2 separate regions of the Astyanax mexicanus genome follow, and region 2 is linked to region 1. The links are chromatin contacts, called in public Hi-C maps. All regions are on one chromosome and are shown on one strand. The core of a region is the stretch at or near the end of the contact, and the rest is flanking DNA. Distances in the headings are between cores, read along the strand shown.

Region 1 (5,982 bases), core at 2,048-4,547:
GTGAAACTTTGCTGTGGAAAGATTCTGGGGAATCTAAATGGAGAACCTCTGTTCTAGAAGAATTTGTTACAGTGCTCTAATCCTCTGTGCACATTTCCTCATATTTGCTGTAGAGCTCCGTGGTGTTTGCATGTTTCCTGTGACCACCTGGTTAGGGATGATCTCATTTGAATGGCTGTAGTTCATTTGTTTGTCCCACATTTCGTTTCTGGACACCTGGATTCTAATCTGATTTGTGTTGTAACCCTGATTTTTTTCTGGCTTGTGTGTAACCTCATGATGAGAGCGGTGATCCCTGATCTTAATCCCACAATAAAATAAAATCAGGACAGTGGATTTCATTGTCTTCTCACTGTATTTATAATACAACACATCAGCACATTTAATACAAAAATGTTCATATTCAATCTTTCTCCATTTGTTGTACTCACATTGTGTATATGTCTTTGTGCAGTGATTATTAGTTTTTTCCATTATTTAATATCACATTAATTTAATTAATAATCAGATTTCAATCTGCTCTCAAACCTCTTTTCCCACTGCTAGCTAATGTCTGTATGAAAAGGTGTGTATTTGTGTGTATGTATGCGCCTATGTGTGTTGCCCACCCTGGCCATATGAATGGGGTAGTGTTTGGTGCCTCATGAATGCTGTTTTGCAGGCCCGACAGACAGGCCACCTCATTCACACAACTTTAGCCCACCCCCCAACCCCCTTTATGCAAGGCATTAGCAGACCCAGCCCCGAACACACTCGGCTATACACACTGAGAGGGAAAGTGTAAAACGAGCCGAAGACACTGTACTCCTTATATAAGAGCAGAATCTTGTTTTGCTCAATCTTTCCTTTATAATCCCCTCTCATTAGTGTGTGTATGTGTGTGAGTGTGTGTTTCTGTGTTTCAGGAGGCCGCTTTTGATCACAATGGGTGCCGAGATGTGGGTGGGCTGATTATTAGTCCTTGGGAGAGGAATACATTGAATCACTAATGTTCAGTGTTCTTAAAGGAGAGGAGAATATTGTCCGTATCTAAATAAAACCATTTACAGTTAAGGAGGCAGTTAAATTGTTATTTATATATACTGTACATCAGGGGTGCAGATTTGATTTAATAATGGAGAGTTGGGGGTGGGGCAACATGGGTAGGTAATAACCAACATACATCAATTTATATGTAAAACTTGACTAAGATGAATGAAGCTCAGAGCCTTGCATGCCAACACAAAACCAAACAACATTAGTGTAAGGTGTGTATTTGCTGACATATATTCTGCATAGAAATTACATTTTAATGCCTAATAGCATTTAAAAAAAAAAAAAAAAAAAAAAAAAAAAAAAAAAAACTATGCCACCATCTGCTGCTAAAACAGCCTTTACCTTCTGCCATTTACTCAGTAGATGCTGGTGTAGATGGTGTAAGGATTTGTGGCATTTAAGCACCAGGGCACTGGGGAGGTCAGGTAATGATGATAAATAATCAGTTCTAGATCCCAAACATCACTTCAGTTTATCTCAGAAATATTGGATGAAGCTCCATTAGTCTAGATAAAACAGTTTAATTGTTCGACAGCCTAATGTTACAGGCTATTTACCCTTTTATCTAACTGTGTAACAATACATGCAGGTTCCATAGGTAATCCTACAACACATTTGATCACAGATGTTGTAGATGGAATTGTAGGGATCCTACACACTCATATATTAGTGAATCTGGTGTCCCAGCTGGGTCCATAGGTGCTAAATTGGTGGCTAATAAGTATGCTTCAATCTGGTAGAGACATTCCTGGGAAACCCTGGCTGTGTGTGGGTGGGCATTATCCTACTGAAAAAAGTCAGCTGGAACTCCAGCCATGAGAGGCAACACATGTGGCTGCAGTAGGTCTTGGACAAATATATGACCAACTGTTAACATCCCTTGTATCACAACTAGGGGCAGCCAACTGTCATATGTGATGGCTTCTTAGATCATCACAACAGCAGTTGGGCCACTAAAGGCAGGATTGAAGTGCTCACCACAAGGCATCCATGCTCAAACCTGACCATCATCAGATCCCTAATAGAAGACAATACAGTTCCAGTATAAAGCAGTACAGAATTCTTGTTCACGCACTACATCAAACAAATGTGACAATGGCTGTCTGATGGACAGCATATAGTATCTGGTGGGCAATTAGTTGAAATGACCACCTGGCTTCTCTCAGTTCCATGATGTGCCCGCTAAGATGTCAGTTAATTGAGCATGTAAAGGACCTCTGACACAACACCACCTTATTGCACTATGGTATACATTGGGAATTGTAGCATACATTAGCTTGAAATGGTCAATATCTCAACATTATCTTTTATTCTCTATATATTTTACTATCAAACACATATAATGCATCACACTGTATGTAGTGTACAGGTGAAAGAATTCAGTAGACCTATGCTAGAATTTCCAGTGTATACCACTACTTCTGTAATAGAACACACATGTAATCATTCACATATCTGACTTAGAGATAACATTATGCATTTTAAGTTTTGCAGCAATTTGGATTGTTATTAAATTATATTATTTATTTATTTATTTATTTAATCTCTAAAGACTATATGATTTTTGCATGAACAATGTACAGCTCTTGAAAAAAAATAAGAGACTCAAAAATAAATCAAAGAAACATGAATTTCTTTGATTTTAATAAATGAGAAAACCTCTAGAATCCTCTATAATCAAGAGGAAGATAGATGATTAAAAGCTATCAAACTAAGCTGAACTGCTTGCATTTTTGCACCAGGAGTGGCATAAAGTTATCCAAAAACATGTGTAAGACTGGTGGAGGAGAACATTCCAAGATGCATTAAAACTGTGATTAAAAACCGGGGTTATTCCACCAAATATTGTTTTCTCTTAAAACTTTATAAATATGAACTTGTTTTCTTTGCCTTATTTGAGGGCTGAAATATCTTCATCTTCATTTCTCATTTTTTGTAAATAATGATCTAAATGACAATATTTTTATTTGGAATTTGGGAGAAATGTTATCTGTAGTTTATAAAATAAACAACAATGTTCATTTTACTTAAACATATAGCTATAAATAGCAAAATCAGAGGAACTGATTCAGAAACTGAGGTGGTCTCTTAATTTTTACAGAGCTGTATTTAAAGTGGTAATATGAAACCTTTGGACACAATCTGTGGCCCTTTTAAGAAAAAGAGCGATTCCATTGAGGAGTCTGAGTGGGGGCCACCAGCCTGCTGTTGAAGCCCCACCCCCTTTAAGATCTGCACGCGCGGAGGGCTGCCCTTCGGAGGTCAATCAGTCCTACGGAACCTCTTCATTCGCCCCAGTGTTTCACCGGCTCCATGTGATTAACACCGCGCAGCGAGGAGACGCAGGAGCAGGAGAAACAGCCGCTGCCCTGTTTAATACGCTTTTAACGCTTCTTTAACTGAGGACTGAAGACTACAGCAAATACAACTTATTCTTGGACTTTTTGCTTTCTTTTAAAAACGACCGAAAGGGGAAGGAAAACAGTAGAACAGATATAAAAAGTAACTTTTTTTACTTGTTACAACTGTGGAATTTCTGCTCTGGCTTTCTGGTAAACGTTTTGAGGGATTTTGAGGTTCTCGGCTGCTTATGAACTGGATAAGCCGGAGGACTTGCTACTGCTACCCCCACCACCAACACACCACCGCCAACCAGCAGCCTCCCCCCCTCAGTTCAGCTCACTTCACAGGGCTGTGGATTTAGTTTGGGAGTAGGGAGCAAAAGCAGCAGCAGCAACAGACCGTGGAGCTAAAGCTGCGCGCGACTCAAGGTGAGTGAGTCTAGACTGTGTTTCGTGTTTAAAACTGTTTAAACTGGATTTTTTCAGCGCACTGAAAACACTGCTTGCTTTCGGGCTCATAGTCTGTCTGTCCTGGGTCAGCTGGACTGATGTGGTTTGGTTTGTTTGTAGTAAAAACGTTTAAAATATAGAAACAAGACCAGTTCGAGGACTACTATAACGTTACATAGGGCTATTGCTGGGCAGGTTGGTTGCATGTTAACATTACACAGCCAGTCAGTCAGTCAGTCAGGGAGCAAGTCCGTCTGCTTGTCTGCCTACACTGGGGTCCAGAGTACAAGTTTGGTTTGTTTATGTGCTTTTAAACCTCCCGAGAAAGAGTTAACTGCCCAGCACACTGAAGTGAGTATGTTTTGTTCCTCTTTGCAAGGTGAATTTTACAACTTCAGCCACAAGTTTCTCTGACGTAGCTAGTCCACATTACAAAAGGTTACTTCCACAACTTCCACTTATCTATACAGTCAGTTATACAGCTGGATACTACTGGACATATGAACATATTCTTACTTTTTATAACAATTAGTTCTATTAACCTTCCATACTGATACAATAAGTAAACTCTATTCATATCTTCACCTATTTTCTGTTCATTTCTGTTTTAATAACAGACACTGACCTCTGTTTGCTCCTGAGGGGGCGGAGTCACATGCTTTGCTTGTTCTGCTTTAATGACACAGGTGTGCTGACGTCCGGTGGGCGTGGTCACAATCATAAAGCGCACAAATGCTTTATTGTGTTGTTATTTAGCACAAAAAGCAAACCTGTTTTATATTTGGTCATGCTGTCTAGGTCAGACACAGGTGAATATGTGTAGGCATGCTGTGATTTATATTTTTTCCCCCTAATTTCAGACATCATCTTAGTAGTAGGGGTGGGCGATATGGCCCTTAAACAAAATCACGATATTTCAGGGTATTTTTGCGATAATGATAATCTTGGCAAAAATGATTTTCTTTCAATTATAAAATTATACTATGACAATAATAGTATTATGTGGTAGTATGAATAAGCAGTTTCAAACATTCAGTAGAAACAAAAAAAATCTAGACACATTTGTCTATTCTGTTAACAGTAACTTACCAAGACTACTATTATTTTATACAAAATCAGTTTAAGAGAATAGAAAATATAGCAAAAATAATTGAATGGAATGTAGTGTAGCAACTAAAACTCTACCACAAATCTAAGTAAACTGCAAACATGAAAGTAAATACAGTACATGGCAAAACACATACAAAATGGACTGCTTTCAAGAACATTGCAATATTACTTTTTTGTTGTTAATTTTTTGCAGATATTGTGATGTACGATACAATGTCTCACACCCCTACTTCTTAGTAATATTTTTGATCGAATTTGATTAGTATTATAACCTTGAATTGAATACCCATCTATATATCTAATGGTATACTCTTGTCCTGGTGTGCATTTAGCTCATGGTAACCAGACAGGTATTTTAAGCCCAGGTAATTTCAGGTAATTTAAGCCCCAAGTCGTGATTGTCTTAAATAAAAAAAAGACCTGCTCCATTTCTGTTGCAAGAGCAAGCTTTGTGCTTAAGATATCTGGGTAATTTGGAAAAAGGTATGCTTTGTTGTATTGTGAAATAGCTCATTGAGACATTATAGTTGATTGCTTTGTAAGTCCTCTGCTGGAAAGAACCATTGAAATATATACAAATGTCTAATTACACACACAATAAATATTAGTAGGGATACACCCATTTGGGAATTTCCAGGCCTATGCTGATATCAGATATTATATATGTACATATCTTCCAAATCTGATGCCAGTGGCAATATACATATTTATAACACACAGAGAGTAGACATGCAGGTGCAATTTTTTTACTTAAAAAGATAGCTTAAACCAATTAATTTTAAAGCAGCATGGACCAGTTGTAGTAGTGTGATCAGTTTGAAATATTGGTCATATTGGGTACGGATATAATTTAATATCAAGTGCATCCTTAATAGTTACTGTCCTTTTCTAGAACTCCGCTTTTCCTTTTAACATTTACAGGGGCAGCATTGCAAAATAGACCAATCCAAACATACTATAGTCAGGTTTATAATGTATAATATAAAATAAATTAATAATAATTTATTTTAATGTATTAATTAGGGGTGGGAATCGATTACTATCT
Region 2 (5,982 bases), core at 1,374-3,873, 100 kb after region 1:
TACTGACCAGCCTTTCCGCTACAAGCCAGGATCAGTTATATCTGTAGAAGTAAGTAAATGTTTAACTCTTCAGTGAAACCAATTTAATGAAATACATGTAAAAGTGTATTGTACAAGAATGTAAAAAAGTTCATCTAAAATCAGAGAGCGTGATGATTTTTAATGTAACTGAAAAACCTGAAAAGGGTAATAAATGTCTTTTTTATAAATATACTTTGATATACAAGGCATCCAAAATACTTTTAATATGTTAAAAGTCTTAATGTAGAAAATTTGGAACATAACATGGAACATGGAAAAACAGTAAAATAACAACTGTTTATGAACTATTTTAATATCATTACTGTATTAAATTGTCTCTTTTGTTTAAATACCAAAAATATTTATGTATAGTTACAGTAGTGTAAATAATATTCTGCACTTTGTGTATCTTTAAACCCATTTAATACAAATTGGCCTGTATGTTTGTCTAGCCCTGGGTCCATACTTACTATTTATATGTATATCTTGTTATATTTATCATATTTATCAAAGTTGTGTATTCATATTTGATCTAATGTTTAATCAGAGCAATTGATTACATGCTTTTGATTGGATGTAAATGTTTATCTGAGCTTAACCTCATCTTTCTTCTTCTTTACTCCCGTTCTCCATGTTCTCTCTGTTTCCTTTATCTGTACAGGGGGAGAACCTGGACCTAGCTATCTATAAGGAGGAGGTGGTAGCTCTTATCGGTGAAGGTGTGTGTGCTGTTAAAACTCTAACACGGAACCACTTGTACTGTGAGCCACCCCCCGATCAGCCCTCCCCCTCTCACGGATACGGCCGCAAGCGTGAGGGAACTGATGCTCTGCCAGAGTTTACAGTAAGTTCACTAAAAAATTCTCAGTAAAGGTTTTCTTTTTTAGAATTAATGTGTATACTGTTATCTTAATTACTGTGTAATGGTTAGTGGTGAAGGAGAATCAGCTGTCGTTCTTTTGTATGAGTGTGTGATTTATATGTTTGGAAAGTGTGTAACAGGGTTGTTATATGTTTTGCTGCAGGTACAGATGGGGAATTTGAACTTCACTCTGGGTCGAGTAATGTACGACTCTATAAATCAGTCCACCTTCCCCATGGAGGCTCAGATAGGGGTTGGAGTGGTGGCTGCGCTTGTGGTCCTGATAGTGGTGATCATCGTGCTTATTTACAGGTGTGTGTCTTGAGTTTTATTCCTATTTGTTTTGTGGTCAAAAAAATTTAATCTATTAAAAATATAACCAGTGTGTAAGTGTTTGTCATAAGACTATGACATAGATCTAATGATAACGTTTTTCTAACATTAAAAGGTAACTGTTTGTCATACTTTGTCACAGTATAGGTTCAATGGCTCTTAAAAGTGAAATACAAGGTTATTTGGCGAAAACAACATTATGACTTTATGGAACCTTTCCTTTATAATACTAGGAAGAATTATCATAATGAACCACCTATTTCAAAATAGATATCGTCCTTTTTCTATAAAAAAGTATGTAAAAATGTTGAATTATATTTTTTTGTAATGTTTTCTTTTTTTTTTTTAAGAAAAGGATCTTTTATGTTAATCAAATTAGGAATAAGCAAGCCTCATTTGTTAAATATTGGTTGGGGTAAATATAAGAACAATGTATTGTATCAGTTAGTGTCCTATGGTAAGATTCATAACATTTAGCCTAGATTTACTTACTTATCTCTGTAACATGATTCTGTTGTAAGTAACTCTGAACAAGGGATTTGCCTTTAAATGTTTAAACATGTTAAAATCATGTTACACAGAATTGATAGTGTTTCACTTTTCAACTTTTTAGAAAAAACGTTTTTCATGTAATATAGGACCGTTTCTGTTTGTAACACATTTTACCCATTCTGACTGCAGTAATGTGTGTGTGTGTATGTGTGTGGGTATGTGCATGTGTGAGAGTATGTAATTGACAGCCTGGCTCTGTAGTAGCTCATTTCCTGTGAGCAGGGTTAAGGCTTCCCTTTGGTGTGAATTACAGTCACTCATACGAGTTCCTCCACATCTGGAGTCTATTCTGTGTGATAGTAGTTCTCCCAGGGGTCTGTTGTTTTAGATTAGGCTGCTTTCTTATCCTCAACGTGACTTAAATCTCTGTCTCTGACACTCCCTCGCTCCCTTTGCGCCCCACTTCTGTCTCTCTCAGGAGGAAGAGTAAGCAGGCTCTGAGGGATTACAAGAAGGTTCAAATTCAACTGGAGAATCTGGAGACCAGTGTGAGAGACCGCTGCAAGAAAGAGTTTACAGGTGAGAGAGAGGGAGACAGGGAGGAAGGGAGGGGGTAAGAGAAGGTGTAGTTAAGCATGCAGTTTTGAACCCTGGGGATTTTTTTAACTATGTGGAGAGAGTTATTTCTTATTCTTATCTTATTTAAGTGATCATTCTCTATTATTGTGTGAAATGTAGCTTTCCCTGAGAGACAGAGATAACCGTGCTGTTGACCTTTTTACCAGACCTGATGACTGAAATGATGGACATGTCCAGTGATCTGGTGGGCTCTGGGATTCCGTTCCTGGATTATAAGATGTACGCTGAGCGGATCTTTTTCCCTGGTCATCGGGAGTCGCCTCTGCGTCGGGATCTGGACGTGCAGGACTGTCGAAGGGCCACAGTGGAGCAGGGCCTTGTCCAGCTCTCCAACCTGCTCAACAGCAAACTCTTCCTCACCAAGGTAACACCTTGTACTATCTTTCTTCATTTCTGGATGTACTGCACAACTTTTGTAAGTCATATTAGATACACATAAACATACTGGGTATCTCACACTTACTTAGTTTTTCTGATTTTTATGGGTATTGGACACTGCACAAACCTTAAACATGAGCCTCAAGGTACTATTATCATTTGTACCATCATTTGCACAATCTAAAAACAAAATAAACAAGAAAATCAGCTTGAGTAATTGATTTTGTGGTAACAAAATGGGATCAGTAGATGTTTGCTTAGTATTTTTTGCATTCCACCTTAAAGGTCTCATTTCATAGTTTTTTTCATTCATTTTAAAATATCTAGTTGTAGTCTTTAGTATGAATAAATGCTTCGTGAGCTGTTTTTTGTGAGGCTTTTCTTTTACTTAAACATGAAAAGTAAATAAAAATAGCCAGTCTCCAAAAGTGGCCATAACTTCTTGTGTTTAGTTTTTACTTGTGTCAAAAAAAATCTAATGCGTTTGATATGCTCTGACATATCTGCACCATAATCAGAAGGCAACAAATCAGAGACTGTGCCCTTCACACATTAATCTATTCTCTCTGCAACTATCGACTCCAACTTACGAAAAATCTGCAGACTAGAGCCAACCAGCACAGGTTGAGTCAGACTGAGATCATGGCTCAAATCAGGACACAAATCGCAAAGCTTAACCCTGGCTTTAGGTAATACGGATTTGATGGAATTGGAAAAAACATTCAGTACATTTGTTGTTTTTAGGTAACAGTATTTTATAATGTCAGAAACATTAGCAAATCTATTGGATCGTATCTTATTCAATTTCTCAGGCGAAATGCACTGCTTTACTTTAGTAGCTACATGCAAAATAAATAAAAAAATCTAGAAATTGATGTTTGATTAAAAGAATCACTTCAGGACTGTGTTTGGTATGATATGTCTTTTCTTTCTCTCTACCCCCAGTTCATCCACACTCTGGAGAGCCAGAGGACGTTCTCTCCCCGGGATCGTGCCTATGTGGCCTCTCTGCTCACTGTAGCTCTGCATGGCAAGCTGGAGTACTTCACTGATATCCTGAAAACGCTGCTCAACGACCTGGTGGAGCAGTATGTTGCCAAGAACCCCAAACTCATGCTTCGCAGGTGAGCAAATAGGACAGTGTGGCTAGTCAGCAATGGTACAACAGTAATATATTTCTACTAAAATCATTGGATTAACATATATTTTTTTAATGGTTGTTCCATATAGAACTGAGACAGTTGTGGAGAAACTTCTGACCAATTGGATGTCTATATGCCTCTATGCTTTCCTGAGGGTAAGTACAAGTTGAGGAGGAATTCACTTATAGGATTATTTAAATGTCTGACCTTACAATAATTCATTATGCTTACAGTTCTTCAGAAAATTATTCAGTGCATCATTACACTGAGTTCACTAGAATTATCTGAATGGTTCAAAAAACTAAAAACCGAATGCGTTTTTTCCGCCCAGGGGAGCCCAGAAGAAAGGAACACTCATTTTAAAATGTATTACCATATGATATAAACTAATTTTCAAGCAAAAGGGAAAAAAGGTTTGGCCAAGATTTTAGAGTTTTAGAGTTGAACAATTGAACATTCACTGAAGAACTAGGTACACTGAAAATTATTAGGTAATTTTTTTTTTCATATAAAACAGTATAAACTACAGTATGTATATAGCATTGAAACTTTATATTTGTTGATATGTTCTGTTGTGTTAATAAAGATTTTTTTAGTTTCACTGTATGGGTAGCTTATGTAATTGTAAAATATGTTTACAATCAATCAAATTTTTCATTAAAGGACTCTGCAGGGGAGTGTCTCTACATGCTCTTTAGAGCCATAAAGCACCAGGTGGACAAAGGCCCCGTGGACGCAGTGACAGGCAAAGCCAAATACACTCTCAACGATAACCGGCTACTGAGAGAGGACCTGGAGTATCGCACACTGGTTAGAACTCAAACTTATTTTTGTCTGTATTTACTGTTCGATAGAAATATATACTCCATTTGAATTTGGTTAGTGGAGTCTTCAAGTACAGTACACTGCAATTTAGTTTAAACCCATTTATTCAGTGATCGTCTCAGTGAAAATCTTCTGTAAAGGCTTTTTATACGCCCTCCAGTGTGGGTGTAAGCTAGCTTGGGTCTCTGTCCTTGAAAAGCGTGGAATAGCTTTAGCCATATGTTGTGCAAAATCTTAATTAACATTGAAACTTCACTCTTAAGCTCTCTACATCTCATGAGACTAAGTGGCCATTGCCTGTGGGAGTAGGAATGCTGTAATTGGGTTAATAGATGAACAAAGGATGAGATGTTGACCCTAGATATGCACTTGTATTATCTGAAGCATGATGGAATGAAAGAAAACTAACACCACAATACTAAAGAAATAGAGTAGGATTTGTTTTCTTTCAGTTCTGTTCATGGTGAGATTATAAAGAGAGGCTAGCAGTGTTTATACAGAGTTATGATTCAAAGAGTGAGAGATTTGTCTAAATCAAAGACAGGTGTGCAGTTTTAGTGATCAGTGTTTTTTAAACAAAACTTAAGACCAGCATAGAGCAAATAGGAATGTAACTAGACAGTAGAATGAGTGACCTATCAGCTATTACACAGTTAATATCCACCTCCACTGACCTTATAAGAACACTTTGTACTGTAATTACAGACTGTATTTCTGGATCTGTTTCTCTGCATACTTTATTATTTTCCTTTTAGCCTGTCGCTCAATGGTCAGGACCCCTCAGGACCACCACAGATAAGCTATTATTTGGTTGTTATGTCACTTTTAGCACTGTGGTGACCTAACAAGGTGGTGAAGGGTAGGTGTGTGGTGTGTTGGCATGAGTAGATTGGATACAGCAGTGCTGCTGAAATTTTTAAACTGTCACTGCTGGACTGAATAATTCACCAACCAGACATATAGACCAGAGGATGCCCAACACAAACTGTGCAGCTACAGAGATAAGCTTCTGTCTCTGACTTTACACCTACATGGCTGTATATGAGTATCTAATACAGTTAGAAATTAAGTGGACACAGTGTTTAAAAACTCCAGCAGCACTGCTGTATCTGATCCCCTCACTGTACAGGCATAACACACCACTGGCCATAGAACAACATGGTGACAAAGGTATAATAAAGGGAATAAAACATAATAAAGATAAACAGAAGGACTACAGTCTGTAATTATAGACTACAAACTACAAAGTGCTTCTATATGGTCAGTTCTGGTTATTAGATAATGGACAAT

Evidence for each region. Hi-C and Micro-C count contacts between places; a contact is called where the count stands out from the background.
Region 2: a Hi-C map of muscle shows a contact between it and region 1, with 18 times the contacts expected there. The contact joins the enhancer-like site here to the promoter of plxnb1b in region 1. A contact is called at or near these places in 2 of 3 Hi-C or Micro-C datasets (both in muscle).

Annotation. Positions count from the first base shown.
Region 1 is chr5:12,795,192-12,801,173 of AstMex3_surface, forward strand. It overlaps plxnb1b (plexin b1b), which reads left to right and starts at 3,298. Exons shown (of 41, transcript XM_015606903.3): 1 at 3,298-3,806.
Region 2 is chr5:12,896,403-12,902,384 of AstMex3_surface, forward strand. It overlaps plxnb1b (plexin b1b), which reads left to right. Exons shown (of 41, transcript XM_015606903.3): 24 at 1-49; 25 at 683-865; 26 at 1,047-1,195; 27 at 2,187-2,287; 28 at 2,494-2,711; 29 at 3,671-3,849; 30 at 3,956-4,022; 31 at 4,531-4,677. All of the region lies in intron 5 of lhfpl4a (LHFPL tetraspan subfamily member 4a), which reads right to left. Among protein-coding and RNA genes, the nearest start is that of si:dkey-19e4.5, 11 kb to the right of the region's middle. Within about 2 kb of position 2,624, the one cell type or tissue checked has an H3K27ac peak away from gene starts, as active enhancers do.